2 separate regions of the Pan troglodytes genome follow, and region 2 is linked to region 1. The links are chromatin contacts, called in public Hi-C maps. All regions are on one chromosome and are shown on one strand. The core of a region is the stretch at or near the end of the contact, and the rest is flanking DNA. Distances in the headings are between cores, read along the strand shown. Region 1 holds the start of DLL4 (delta like canonical Notch ligand 4). Region 2 holds the start of ITPKA (inositol-trisphosphate 3-kinase A).

Region 1 (6,773 bases), core at 1,434-3,933:
ACCCTGCGCCCGCTTCCGACGTTGGGGAGTGTTGAGGGTGCGGGTCGAATTGAGGAACCCTGGGCCTGCGGAGGGTCAGTGGTCTTTCGGACTCTGGGTCTATCTGTGCACCCTTTCCATGCTGTTGTGGAGGGTCTGCGTCAGGGGCGGGGGCAGCCGACTTCGATGGGGGTCCAGCCCCACGGTGATCGGTGGCCTCCCATCCCAGGACCACGCGTGTAGCGTTCTTCCGCCCGCAAGTCCGAAAGTCCCGAGTGGGAGAAGAAGGAAGGCGCAGCCCCAGTTTTGGGCTGACAGAAACACTTGCGGCCTTCGCACTGGGCTCCCTACCCGCAGCAGCATGACCCTCTCCTGCTCAGCAAATGTGGGCAAAGCTCGACCGCAGCGTGTGGGAGCGCTCGTAGGTACCCAGGGCCAAGGGTGGCAGTGTCCTAGCCCGGGAATGAGCTTCTGGGACAGCGCCTCCGCAAATAGGTGTTTCATGAATGTCTTTTGATGCTGAGAATTTAACCCTTTCCTCTTCTGGTCAGAGCCTTTCTAGATCTCTGGGATCTCCTGGGTGCTGCCTCTCTGAAGATAATAATCCCAACTTTTGTTTGGTCCTTGATAATTTGCAAAGTACATTTGGGCACATTAGTCTGGGCGTGTATGAGGGTAGAGAGTGTTCCAGATTTTCCAGTATTGGGAGAGATGCCTTGTGTGGGACTAGATGTCTCCCTTGAGGGTCAGGTAAGCAGGACCAGCGCCAGAAAAGGAGGATGTTTTTATTAACTCCTGGGCCAGGATTTGGAGTTGAGAGAGGACAGGGCTAGGTGGGGCTGGATGCCAGCTTGGAGGAGAGCAAGGGGCACCCGCTGGCATCTTAGAGAGGCAAGTCCAGGGATCCATAGGGTATAGGCGGAGAGAAGATCTGGGAGCCCACTTGCCAGGATCGCCGGGAGGCACGCCCCGGACTCCCCCTCCCTCGGGCCTGGGACTCCGCCTGCCCATAACCTACATTAACTCCCGAGCGCAGCCTGGGCCCATCTGCCGCCCCGCCCCACCTCGGTTCCCCACGCCAACCCGCTCGCGCCAGATGGTGGCTGGGAGGGGTGGCCGTGCGTGGGGGACCCCGGAGCCCGTCTCCTCACCTCGCCCCTCCCCCAACCCACGCTCCCAACCTCTTGTTTCTCATCCTTCCCACCCCCACACCCGTCCCCCAGTCCTCCACCACCACCACCCAACTCAAAAAAAAAAAAATCAGACCATGCTCGGCATTGGCAGCTGTTGGGCTCCTCGCCGCTCCCCCACCCTTACCGCCTCCCCCGGGTTCGCGCCGCGTCCCGGCTCCCCCCCGCGCTGATCTTAACGCCCGACTACAGCCATCACCTCGCGGGCGGGCTGACAGCTGAAGCCACAGGGCCCCCGCTGCCCTCGGCGTCGCAAAGAGAGAGCTCCCCGGCACCCCTGAGACTGGGAGAAGCCGGCCCTCCCCGGTCTGCGGCCTCCGGGGATCACGCCGGGTTCCGAGAAAGCAGCTGCGCTGCTGCCGCTTGGAGGAGTGGGGCCACCCAGGGGACCCTCTCGGGCGAGACTTGTGAAGCCGCCTGAAACTCAAACAGCTCCGCAAGCCTCCAGTTCCACCCCACATCCCGCCTTATGAGGCGAGGACCCGGGCCGACCCGGCCTCAGTCCCTCACCTTGATTCTCCAGTGGCCTGAGCCAACTCTGGCGTCAGGAGAGTTCCTCCTTGCCCCAGCTGAGCGACAGGGCGCGGCCGGGGGCTTGGGGCTGCTGGGGTGGGGGGAGGCAGTGGGCGCAGGAACTGAAGCTGGACTCAGGTGAGGGGACGCGCTGGAGGCGGGGCCAGAACCTCATTACCATACAGCTGAGGACGCGCCCCCCTCCTACCTCCGGGACCACGCCCCGCCCTCCCCCACCTCAGGGACCGCGCGTCTGGGTCTCTGGCACGCGCCAAGCCCTGGCAGGGGGCAGAAGGGAGAAGGCACGCGCTGGGCACGCCCCCCCTTAGCTAGAGAGGGAGACGCCCAACAGGTGCACAGAGAGGGCCCCGAGCCTTAGACCCTTAGCCCCTAGCCTTGCTCAGAGTGGCCACAGAGAGGTTAACGCTTCTGCTGGCTTCCCTGCTGCGCTGGGGACGCGTGGTGGGTGGGCACTCATAGGTTGGGGGCCGTTGAGACAAGGGCTCCAGAAGCTCCAGGAAGGAAAAGGAGATCGGATTTCCCTAGCGCTGGTTTTCGCATTCCGGGCTTAAGTTCTTTTTACCTGCTTTGGAACACTAGGTAACTAGCGCCTGCTGCGGATGCACAGCCTACAGGGACTGCCTAGTGTCTCCGCCCCCAAGACCATCCCCGAACCACCCACTCACCTCCTGCCCCATTACCGGGCAACCCCTCTATCCTTCGGCGGCCAGGGTCTCAGCCCTTAACCCCGCCATCACGGAGGACTGGTCACCTCGGCACGCGCAGAGCTGGGGGACCTAGAGGTTGGGAGCGGCACGGAGGGGCGGGGACCTGCGCCCGACTGGCTGACGGGGAGGGGGGAGCGGCGGGGGCGGAGGCCCCCTCCGGGCGGCGCTGGGACTGTAGCAGCTAGAGGCCGGGAGGGGAGGGGAGAATGACCATGAGTCTGAGTGACAGGCGGCGAGGAGAGGAGCCAATATATATAAGGAAGGCTCCCAGCGCGCAGGTTTCAGTAGCGGCGCTGCGCGCAGGCCGGGAACACGAGGCCAAGAGCCGCAGCCCCAGCCGCCTTGGTGCAGCGTACACTGGCACTAGCCCGCTTGCAGCCCCAGGATTAGACAGAAGACGCGTCCTCGGCGCGGTCGCCGCCCAGCCTTAGTCACCTGGATTACCTACAGCGGCAGCTGCAGCGGAGCTAGCGAGAAGGCCAAAGGGGAGCAGCGTCCCGAGAGGAGCGCCTCTTTTCAGGGACCCCGCCGGCTGGCGGACGCGCGGGAAAGCGGCGTCGCGAACAGAGCCAGATTGAGGGCCCGCGGGTGGAGAGAGCGACGCCCCAGGGGATGGCAGCAGCGTCCCGGAGCGCCTCTGGCTGGGCGCTACTGCTGCTGGTGGCACTTTGGCAGCAGGTAACACGTCCCGCGCCCTCTCCGTCCCCTCTGCCGCGCTCTGGGCCTCAGCCCCGGGCACCAGCTGAGCTGACCGGTCCCCTCCCTCCTTCCCTCGGTCCCTGTGCAATAGCGCGCGGCCGGCTCCGGCGTCTTCCAGCTGCAGCTGCAGGAGTTCATCAACGAGCGCGGCGTACTGGCCAGTGGGCGGCCTTGCGAGCCCGGCTGCCGGACTTTCTTCCGCGTCTGCCTTAAGCACTTCCAGGCGGTCGTCTCGCCCGGACCCTGCACCTTCGGGACCGTCTCCACGCCGGTATTGGGCACCAACTCCTTCGCTGTCCGGGACGACAGTAGCGGCGGGGGGCGCAACCCTCTCCAACTGCCCTTCAATTTCACCTGGCCGGTGAGCACAGCCTGGGCGCACTGGGAGGTCGCAGAAGCCGAGAGAGGAGGCGCCCTGGGACCAAAGCCCCCTCCCCAGATTTCCTTGTACACACACCCCCACCCCCAAAAAGCCCAGGATGCATTCTTTCCTGGCTCTTCCCGACTCTCTCCTGAGACTGATCCCAGAAAAGGCTCTCACCAGTCTCCGTCTTCCCAGTTTATGTCCTCCCGTCCCCAGCTCTTGGGACACGATTTTCATTACCTACCACTCTGGGGCGGTACCCTACCACCCCCTCCTCCAGTGGCTTTCCCTTACGCTCTCCCGTCTCTCAACCCTCCCTCTACCGGGGGTTCTCCTCTCGCCTTCCCTGCTCAAGCGCTACACTGTGCACAGCCCCGTTATGTTGACCCGGGCGCAGTAACTGAATCCTGCAATTAGATTAATTAAACAGGCTGCCGCAAGGCACCCCCACCTCTCCCCGCTTGCTCATCTCGCCATCTCTCCGTCCCCCCACCCCCTTTCCCAGGGTACCTTCTCACTCATCATCGAAGCTTGGCACGCGCCAGGAGACGACCTGCGGCCAGGTGAGTAGCTCGCTCCGCCACCACAGGGGGGCGACACAGCGCAGCGCCGAAAGAGTTAATCTGTTCTAGGCGGGGGAAGTGCGGGCTTGGGGGTGGGAGGCAGGACGCTTAGCTTGGCCCGGAGCTGCGCCCCGCGCTGGACGCTCGGATTCCGTTCGCTGCCTGGACTCAGAGCACAATTGCGTTTCCTGCGGGTTATTTTTGGCGTGGGAACGCGGGGAGTACGGCGGTGAGAAAGGCTGAAGCTGCCAGCGCCGCTGACGGGCCCCTTCCTGTATTTTACACCTTTCGCGAATTCCGCTCCTTTGGAAAGGGAATAATGGCTTTGGGATGTTGTTCTGACACAGAGGAAAAGGATATTTCAGCAGCACAACAATTCTCACTTTGAAAAGGAAAAAAGAAAACCATTACCCACCTCTGGAGGCAGAACCCCTGAATGGGCACCAAAGGACCCCCTGCTCCCAGGGTCCTCTCTAGCCTGGGGAGCTTTTCTTTCTTTTTCTCTTTTTTCCATTTTGACCTCTTTTCCTCTTTCCCCTCCCTATCTGCCTCCAAGACCCTGGGATATCTTAACATCCTTCTATTGTCCCCTTTTTGAATACTATCAGGCCCCCTGCACATGCACACACATAGGGCAGCTACGTAGCGGGGCTTTGGGTCCCTCTGGCCTGTTCTTGCTGGCAGGCGGGGGTCATCTGGATAACTGGGCTGATTGGTTGGCTGATCACCATCATCACAGCCAAGAAGGACATTGGCCAGCAGTCACTGGCACCCCTGGGGACTGGCGACCCTTCCCTGACCCGACCCTCTGCCCCCTCAGAGGCCTTGCCACCAGATGCACTCATCAGCAAGATCGCCATCCAGGGCTCCCTAGCTGTGGGTCAGAACTGGTTATTGGATGAGCAAACCAGCACCCTCACAAGGCTGCGCTACTCTTACCGGGTCATCTGCAGTGACAACTACTATGGAGACAACTGCTCCCGCCTGTGCAAGAAGCGCAATGACCACTTCGGCCACTATGTGTGCCAGCCAGATGGCAACTTGTCCTGCCTGCCCGGTTGGACTGGGGAATATTGCCAACAGCGTAAGCAGTCAAGCTCCCACCTGTGTGGAAGGGGAGGGTCCCCTGAGGAAACACAGTGGAGCTTCTTGGTCACAGCTTGCCTCCCTTGAAGAGTGGGTCTGGGCCTCCTACTAGCTGGGCCTCAGGGATGCTGAGGGTGGGCTTGACCTCAGACCTCCTATCTGTTCCCAGTGCTCCTCCCATCATGCCAAAGCCCACAAGAACCCCATCATGACATTCCATCCAGTTTGGCTTCTCCTTCCCTGTGCCATTATTTCACTTTAAGACACTCGGGGCTCCTCTGGGAGGCCAGGAGTAGGAAGAGGGCCCAGGAGAGCTAGGGGATCCCCAGGGCCAGCAGGTGAGAATGGGGCTTAAGAGTCCTTGGTATCCCAGCCTCACCCAGCTCTGTGTTCTTCCCTTAGCTATCTGTCTTTCGGGCTGTCATGAACAGAATGGCTACTGCAGCAAGCCAGCAGAGTGCCTGTGAGTAGGGGACAGGAAGTGGTGAGTGGGAGCCCTCCCTTGGCCAAGGCCTCTCACCTCACTCTGCCTCTCTCTTGTTCCCCAGCTGCCGCCCAGGCTGGCAGGGCCGGCTGTGTAACGAATGCATCCCCCACAATGGCTGTCGCCACGGCACCTGCAGCACTCCCTGGCAATGTACTTGTGATGAGGGCTGGGGAGGCCTGTTTTGTGACCAAGGTGAGTCAGGGTGAAGAGAGGGTGCAGAGGGTGCAAGAGATATGGGGCTGGGGGGTGGAAATCTGATTCGTCACCTGGATCCTTCTTACTTGGTGACTGCAGACTTGGCTTTCCCATGATCTTCCAAGGATCTTGGGTCTTTGAAGGATCTTTACAACTGGCCCAGAATGAGGCGGTGGGTCCTTCTCCAGGTGCGGAGGCAGGGGGTGGTGGAGCCAGGGTGGCTGAAAAACCCAGGGGGGTGACAAGGTCAGCAGCCTGGAGGTTGCACTCATAAATCCTAGCAAAGCCAAAGAGAGAGGGATGGCAGGCTCAGTTCCTCTTTCTACCCCGTAGTTACCTATTAACCCCCTGAGTGTTTGCTTACCTTCCAGGGCTGTTTGAGCAGCTCTCCCCTAAACAGCTGTCTGGTGGGGTGTGCCCACCGGCCACCTGAGGCTGTGGGTGAGCTGGGCCTCTGGGCGGAGTGGCATCTAACCGACTTTTCGGTGTGGGCACAAACGGCCTCCCCTGCTCTTACCTAGTTACCACCTGCCTGAACCCGTGCAGTCTCTACCTGTTTAGGGGTAGTCACTCTCTGGCTATACAGGGGCCTTTCAGCCCCAACCTTGGGGGAGGAGGAAGCCTTTTTTCTTGCATCCTGCTAGCCAGCTGCAGCCAGCTGCAGCTCCCATTTTCAGTATCAAATGGGTGCACCTGCTGCCCAGAGACACCGGCGCAGGCCTGGGTAGGGTGGGCGGAGAGCTTGCCAGGGTGGAAAGAAATTGCCTAGGCCCTGACTTGCTGTCAACAAGGGGCTTGGGATTCAGTCCCTGTGTTGTGTGTGTGTGTGTGTGTGTGTGTGTGTGTGTGTGTGTGTGTCTGTCCCTTTACTACCATCCCCGCCCCAACACTCACACACCTGGTTCCTGCTCAGTCTCTTCCCTCTCCACCATATTTGCTCCCAGGTGACACAGTCATATACTCATCATA
Region 2 (6,773 bases), core at 2,833-5,332, 560 kb after region 1:
GAGCATGGTAGTGTGTGCCTGTGGTCCCACCTACTCAGGAGGCTGGGGCAGGAGGATCCCTTGAGCCCAGGAGGTGGAGGCTGCAGTGAGCCATGATGGCACACTCTAGCCTGGGTGACAGAGTGAGTGAGACTTTGTCTAAAAAAAAAAACAAAAACCCAAAAACAAACAAAAAACAACCTTGACACATTCCTCTACACCCCAGTGTCCCCCTTTTCTGTTGTTTAATTTTTTAAAAACTGTCTCTGGCGGTCAGGCCCAGTGGCTCACACCTGTAATCCGAGCACCTTGGGAGGCTGAGGCAGGCAGATCACCTGAGGTCAGGAGTTCGAGACCAGCCTGGCCAATGTAGTGAAGCCCTGTCTCTACTAAAAATACAAAAAATTAGCCAGGTGTGGTGGCACACACCTGTAATCCCAGCTACATGGGAGGCTGAGGCAGGAAAATCGCTTGTGCCAGCAGGTGGAGGTTGCAGTGAGCTGAGATGGTGCCACTGCACTTCATCCTGGGTGACAGAGCAAGACTCTCTCTCAAAAAAAAAAAAAAAAAAAAAAATTTTATCTGGCCTGCTTAATGCTTAAGTGTTTGAACATCCCCACCATTTTTTTTTTTTTTTTTTTTTTTTTTTTTTTTTTTTTTTGTGGCACTCAAGAGGCCATCCCTTCTACCTCCATACTGGTCAGTCTGATTTTCTCCACATCCCTTCTACTCAAGCATCAAAGACTGAGAAAACTGAGTCATAAAAGAACAGATGTTCTAGGGTTTCAACGTTTATTCCTGGCATGACTAAGAGGACGGAAGAGCCTGCTGACCTCATCCTACAGCTATACAGGGACTCCCAGGCCTTGCCCCAAGACGTACCCTTATGTTTTCTGACTGTAGTAGGTGGGGGCAGACTCTACCTTCAGAAGGAACTACAAGATGTTTCTTTGTTTTGAGATGGAGTCTGGCACTGTCGCCTAGGCTCACTGCAACCTCTGCCTCCTGGGTTCAAGTGATTCTCCTGCCTCGGCTACCCAAGTATCTGGCATTACAGGTGCCCTCCACCATGCCCAGCTAATCTTTGTATTTTAGTAGAGACGGGATTTCACCACGTTGGCCAGGCTGGTCTCGAACTCCTGACCTCAGGTGATCCACCCACCTCAGCCTCCCAAAGTGCTGGGATTACAGGTGTGAGCCACTGCACCCGGCCAGGAAATACAAGATGTTAATGAAAGAATTTGAGAACATGAGCGAGGTGGCTCATGCCCATAATCCCAGCGCTTTGGGAGGCCTGGGTGGGCGGATCACCTGAGGTCAGGAGTTCGAGACCAGCCTGGCCAACATGGTGAAACCCCGTCTCTACTAAAAATACAAAAACTAGCCAGGCCTGGTGGCGAGCACCTGTAATCTCAGCTACTCGGGAGGCTGAGGCTAGAGAAGCAGGCTGAGGCTCTTGAAGCCAGGAAGCAGAGGTTGCAGTGAGCCGAGATCACGCCATTGCACTCGAGCCTGGGCGACAAGTGCGCAGGAAGTCAGGGGACCTAGCCAGGATACACTGCCTTTTCCATCAACTGGCTGTGTGTCCTTAACCTCCCTGGTGGAGCCACTTAACCTCTTTGGTACTTCTGTAATGTGAATGAGGAGGATAGATGGATATAAGGCCCCTTACTGCTCTAAGAATCTATGGGATTGGATTTCAGTTCAGCATCCATTTCCAGGTTTGCGCTCATCTTTCCAATGAGAGACACCTGGGCAGGTAGAGCAAAGAGCAATTCTCTGGCTGCTGGTATAGTAGACCTAAGGCTTGAGCAAGTGCCTGATACAAGAAGAAAAGGAATTGCCCCTTTTTCTTGGCAGCCAGGACAGAGACCCAGTGCCCAGCCTGCTTATACCTCCAACCCTGCCCATCCATCGCCTGACACACAGGAGTGCAGGACAAGTTCTCGCCCCTCATTGCCCTCCCTACCTTTCCAGTTCTGGCAGTTCCTTGCAGGCTCTCCCCACCTTGGGTTTCCTCCCAGCCCCGTCTCTGAGGGCAGCACCTTCCCACATCCTGCCGCAGGTCAGTGTAGCTGTGAAGGAGGCAGAGGAGTGAGTGTCTGAGACACGAGTGATCCAGGTCCTTCAAGCTGCAGAGTACATCCCTCACACACATACTCAAGATTCCTCCAGATGGTTGTCCTAGAGAAGGTGGCGATGTGATTTCCCAGGTTCTCCGTGAAGTAGTCAAGTATTCAAACTCCTCTATGCCCTTCTTCCTCTTACCCCTTCATTCCCTCTATTTCTCCTGCCTCTCTCATTGCCATTCTTTCTTACATTATTTTGCTTCCTTCCTCAGTTCTCCAGGATCTTCACCTATTTGTTTATTTTGAGATAGCGTATGACTTGTCACCCAGACTGCAGTGCAGTGGAATGTCATGGCTCTCTGCAGCCTCGACCTCCTGGGCTCAAATAATCCTCTCACCTCAGCCTCCTAAGTAGCTGGGACCACAGGTGCATGCCACCATGCTCAGCTTTTGTTTTTTTTTGAGACAAGTTATCACTCTGTTGCCCAGGCTAGAGTGTGGAGTGTGGTGGTGGAGTGTGGTGGTGATCTCAGCTCACTGCAGCCTCGACCTCCCGGGCTCAAGTGATCCTTCTACTTCAGCCTCTCCCCGAGTAGCTGGGACTACAAGTGCACACCACCACACCTGCCTAATATTCTGTATTTTTAGTAGAGACAGGGTTTTGCCATGTTGCCCAGGCTGGTCTCGAACTCCTGGGATCAAGCAATCTGCCCGCCTTGCCCTCCCAAAGTGCTGGGGTTACAAGCCTGAGCCACTATGCTTTGCCGAAGATTCCCGTCTTCCCACTGAACCTTCCTCTTTCCTTCTCCTGGGCCATTCCTGAGCCCTGGCTGAGGGGAGAGAAGGGAAGGAAAGCCCCTCCTGCGGCCATCTCAGCATCCAAGGCAATCCTTCTGGGGCTGCTCTGTCTCCAGGGCCCCAGCCATCCCCAGACACTGAGTGCCTGAGCGGGGGACCCTCACTCCTGTGGCACTATGGTAAGATAGGAAACAGTGGCTTCTCCTCAAAGCAGCCTCGCCGGTCGGTCAGCTGACTACCAACATGGGAAGTGGCCGAAGATCCACATGGAATGACACTGATAAGCACTTTGCAGTGTCTGAAACTCTTAAACATCAGTGCTGTCTTCCTAGTTTTACAGACACAACTCTGTGGGTTGGATGAGGTTTTTCTAAATGTACAAATGCAGAAATATACGGAGGGAGTAAAGGGACTGCCTACAAATCACATCTAGAGTGTGGTGTACCTGATTTCAAATCTTTTATTTTATTCTCGCAGCAACGGGAGAATCCGCAGTCGAGGGAGGTGAAATGACTTGCTGAACGCCACACGGCGGACTCCAAGCCCCGAGCTCCTATAACAGAGGAGGAGGAAGGCGGGCTCAGCTCCTGCCACCCAGCAGCGGGGGAGATGCAGCCCGGGACTCGGCTGGGCCACGGGGACAGATCCAAGCCCCGCCCCCTGACCTTGTTCTCTGCCCGCCGGGAAGTGGGGAACTTGCGGGGAGCAGCCTCAGCTCGTCCCTGGGGCAGAGTCTCCACTTGGGTGCACGCCCTGGGGTGGGGCTTCTTCGGGAAGCCGGGGGCCTTCAACTCTGCTCAGGAGCTCGGGCCGGAGAAAGGCCCCGAGACTTGAAGCCCTTGCCCGGGAGGGATGAACACGCAAAGGAACCCGAGGAACGGGGTAGGGGACCAAGAGTAGGACCAGCTTCTCCTGCGCGGGGACAGGGCCTGTGGAGCGGCCTGGAGGAATCTCTCCCAGCCGCGAAGCCCGGGAAGGCTGCGAGGCCCCAGCGCGGAGCGGCCCCTCCCACCTCCCCGAGGGCAGGCGGAGCGAAGCCTCGGGGCCCGGGCCCAGGTTTTGTGCCTACGGAGGTTGGACTTCCCCGCCACCCCGAGGAGTCACCGAGAGCCTTCTCTCCCTCGCAGGGGCCCTGGGAGGCCCGCGCTTTCTCTGAAAGTGGAAGGAGTGGGCGGGGGGCGCGGCCGAGGCGGGGCGCGGGCGTGCAGCGGCGCAGGCTCCGCCCCGGGGCCGTCTCCAGCCGGGGGCGCCGAGCCGCTCCAGTCCCCGGCGCGCCGCGGGCTGGTGGGCTCAGCGGCGGCGCCGGCACTGGGAAATGACCCTGCCCGGGGGCCCAACGGGCATGGCGCGGCCGGGGGGCGCGAGGCCCTGCAGCCCGGGGCTGGAGCGGGCCCCGCGCCGGAGTGTCGGGGAGCTGCGCCTGCTCTTCGAGGCGCGCTGTGCGGCGGTCGCTGCGGCCGCCGCCGCGGGGGAGCCCCGGGCCCGCGGGGCCAAGCGGCGTGGGGGACAGGTCCCCAACGGGCTTCCGCGGGCTCCCCCGGCCCCGGTGATCCCTCAGCTGACCGTGACAGCCGAGGAGCCCGACGTGCCCCCGACCAGCCCTGGGCCGCCGGAGCGGGAGAGGGACTGCCTCCCGGCAGCGGGCTCTTCGCACCTGCAGCAGCCGCGCCGCCTTTCCACCTCGTCGGTCTCCTCCACTGGCTCTTCGTCGCTGCTCGAGGACTCGGAGGACGACCTGCTGAGCGACAGTGAGAGCCGGAGCCGCGGCAACGTGCAGCTGGAAGCGGGCGAGGACGTGGGTCAGGTACGGGCCGCGGGGGCGGGGCCAGCGCCGGGCGCGGGGGCTGCACGGGGGACCTGGCTCGGTGCTCCCGGAGGACCCGCTCCTGTCCATGCTCCCTCCAGCGGAAGGTCCTGTTCTCGCGGTTTAGGAGGAATCTGGGGGTCAGAGGGAGGCGCCTGGCCGACCTCTCGCCTGGGCAACTTTCACCTCGGCTCCGCCGGCGGGTCGTGGCGCTGGCCCTGGGGCGTCTAAGAAGCTGGGCGAGGAGCAGGCGACCCGCCGCGGGGATTGGGCGAAGCGGGGGTAGCGGACCTTGTTGGCTGTGGGTTAGGACAGGAGGGATCGGAGGGGCTGAGCCTTGCCGGGTGAACCCTCGGAAGGAGAGAGGCGAAGGAGAGTTTCCCTTACCCCCCGCCCCCTCTCCGGTGCCGCGGCCGCACCCCCGCCGTTGCCACGGTTTCCCTCTCCTGAGTGGGAGTGGAGCGGCGCTCCAGGCTCTGCTCGGGAGCCGCTGCCGTCTGCTCCCAGCGCCCGCACGAGGCGTGGACGCAGGGGAGGGAGGGGCGTGGGCCTGGGAGCTCTGGCTGGGAGCGGAACGCAGCCCACCCAGTGCGCGCCCTGCCTCCCATCTTCCCGGCTCGCCGCTCCTGAGCGCGGCAGAGAGGGGCGGTAAACTGAGGCTGCAAGGGGGCAGGATCACTCTGCTAGTCTCTGCCTCTGATAGCCTGGGTGTTCTGGGACCAGGTCTGACCCTCGGAAAACACAGCCCTGGGCACTGTTAAGTCATTCCTGACGCCCGCCACTTAGGGATGTGCGGCTCCCGGGACACCCTCCTTGTTCCCCTCGTTTTAACTAAGGCCAAATACCTTGAATAACTGTCCGTGGTCTGCGCGAAGGACTTTCTTTAGATCCACGTTTCGCAAGTGTCCCTGAGGCCGAGGAAGAGGCGAGGGGCGCCCCCGGCCTCGGGCGTCTGGGGCCTGCCCATAAGGCCGGGTCGGCGCGGCGGGGCGGGGAGAGCTGTGGCCGCGCGCCTGCTCCGCCGCACAATCGGCTGGGACAAGGCAGGGAAGCTGTGGCGACCTGCAGGGGTTCACAAGCCCGGAGGCCGATGGGGTTTGTCAGTGACACCAGAGGGGAAAAGCCTTACAGAGCAGGAACACCCCCCGCCGCCAGGTGCTGGGTGCGCCGGCTCGGTCACTAGCCTGCCGCTTCCCCTTCTTCTTCCCCGGTGGTCAGAGCAGCCCCGGACCCAGGATCGTTTATGGGGTAACCCTTGCCTAGGTCGGGGGGCGGATGCCGGGGCTTCCCAGGATGTGGAGTGTGGGGCAGTGAGAGGCCCCCCGCCCCGCCTCTTCGGAAAAGCCTGAGCAGCAGCTCCGGGGGCGCGGAAGCTCTGACACCTGAGAGGCGGTGCAGGCGAAAGGGCGCGAAGCGCGGGCGCGTCCCGCTTCCCTCTTCCGCCCGCAGGGACTCGGCGAAGTGCCTGGGAGAGGGAGTGCGCTAGGAGGAGGTCCTGCGGCCCAAGCCTGGGTGTAGAGACCGCCCCGGCTAAGGTCAAGCCTCGGGGACCTGGGCGACCCCGCCGCCCTCCGAGCCGTCGGGAGCCGGTGCAAATCGCCGCTGAGGGCCCTTCCAGCTCCAAGGCTGCGGCTTCCAGGCCTTCCCCACCCCCAGGCCCGCCGGGGCCTCCCCGAAGGCAAACAGCCACCGCGGCGGCAGATAAGCCAGGGGCTGTTGACAGAGGCTGCCTGAGTCCGTGTGGAAGGGCCCAGGGCGGACTTTGCCTCGCCGCAGGTCCCAGAGCCGCACAGCGCGCCGGCCCAGGCCAATTTAGGGCTTCCCCAGGCAGGAAGCAAGGCTGGTCCGGCTGACCGTGAAGGATGCACGTGGGCCGGACTCTAGAACTCCCGGCTTACCAGCCCCTTACGCGCGGCCCAGGCAGGCCGGAGCCCAGGAAGTTTCTGCCTGCCTGCCTGCCTACCTCTCTGCCTGGGGCATACGTAGTCCCCTTCACCTCCTAGGAGCCCTCTCCAGCCTGCCCAGAGCAGGGAAATTGAAACTGGGCAGCCTCACTCCGGCAGAGGAAAAAGTCACGGGCAGGCTTTTCCTAACCAGCCAGGGGAGAAGTTGGAGGCCCACCC

The links. Hi-C and Micro-C count contacts between places; a contact is called where the count stands out from the background.
Region 2: a Hi-C map of induced pluripotent stem cells shows a contact between it and region 1, with 3 times the contacts expected there. The contact joins the promoter of ITPKA here to the promoter of DLL4 in region 1. A contact is called at or near these places in 2 of 7 Hi-C or Micro-C datasets (induced pluripotent stem cells and stem cell-derived neural progenitor cells).

What each region holds. Positions count from the first base shown.
Region 1 is chr16:32,897,632-32,904,404 of NHGRI_mPanTro3-v2.0_pri, forward strand. It overlaps DLL4 (delta like canonical Notch ligand 4), which reads left to right and starts at 2,684. Exons shown (of 11, transcript XM_510318.8): 1 at 2,684-3,088; 2 at 3,201-3,470; 3 at 3,979-4,036; 4 at 4,857-5,120; 5 at 5,525-5,585; 6 at 5,671-5,801. The coding sequence starts at 3,023.
Region 2 is chr16:33,457,573-33,464,345 of NHGRI_mPanTro3-v2.0_pri, forward strand. ITPKA (inositol-trisphosphate 3-kinase A) reads left to right here and starts at 4,083. Exons shown (of 7, transcript XM_001149577.6): 1 at 4,083-4,650. The coding sequence starts at 4,162. LOC134808444 (a long non-coding RNA gene) reads right to left here and starts at 3,596. Exons shown (of 2, transcript XR_010151355.1): 1 at 3,512-3,596; 2 at 3,284-3,399.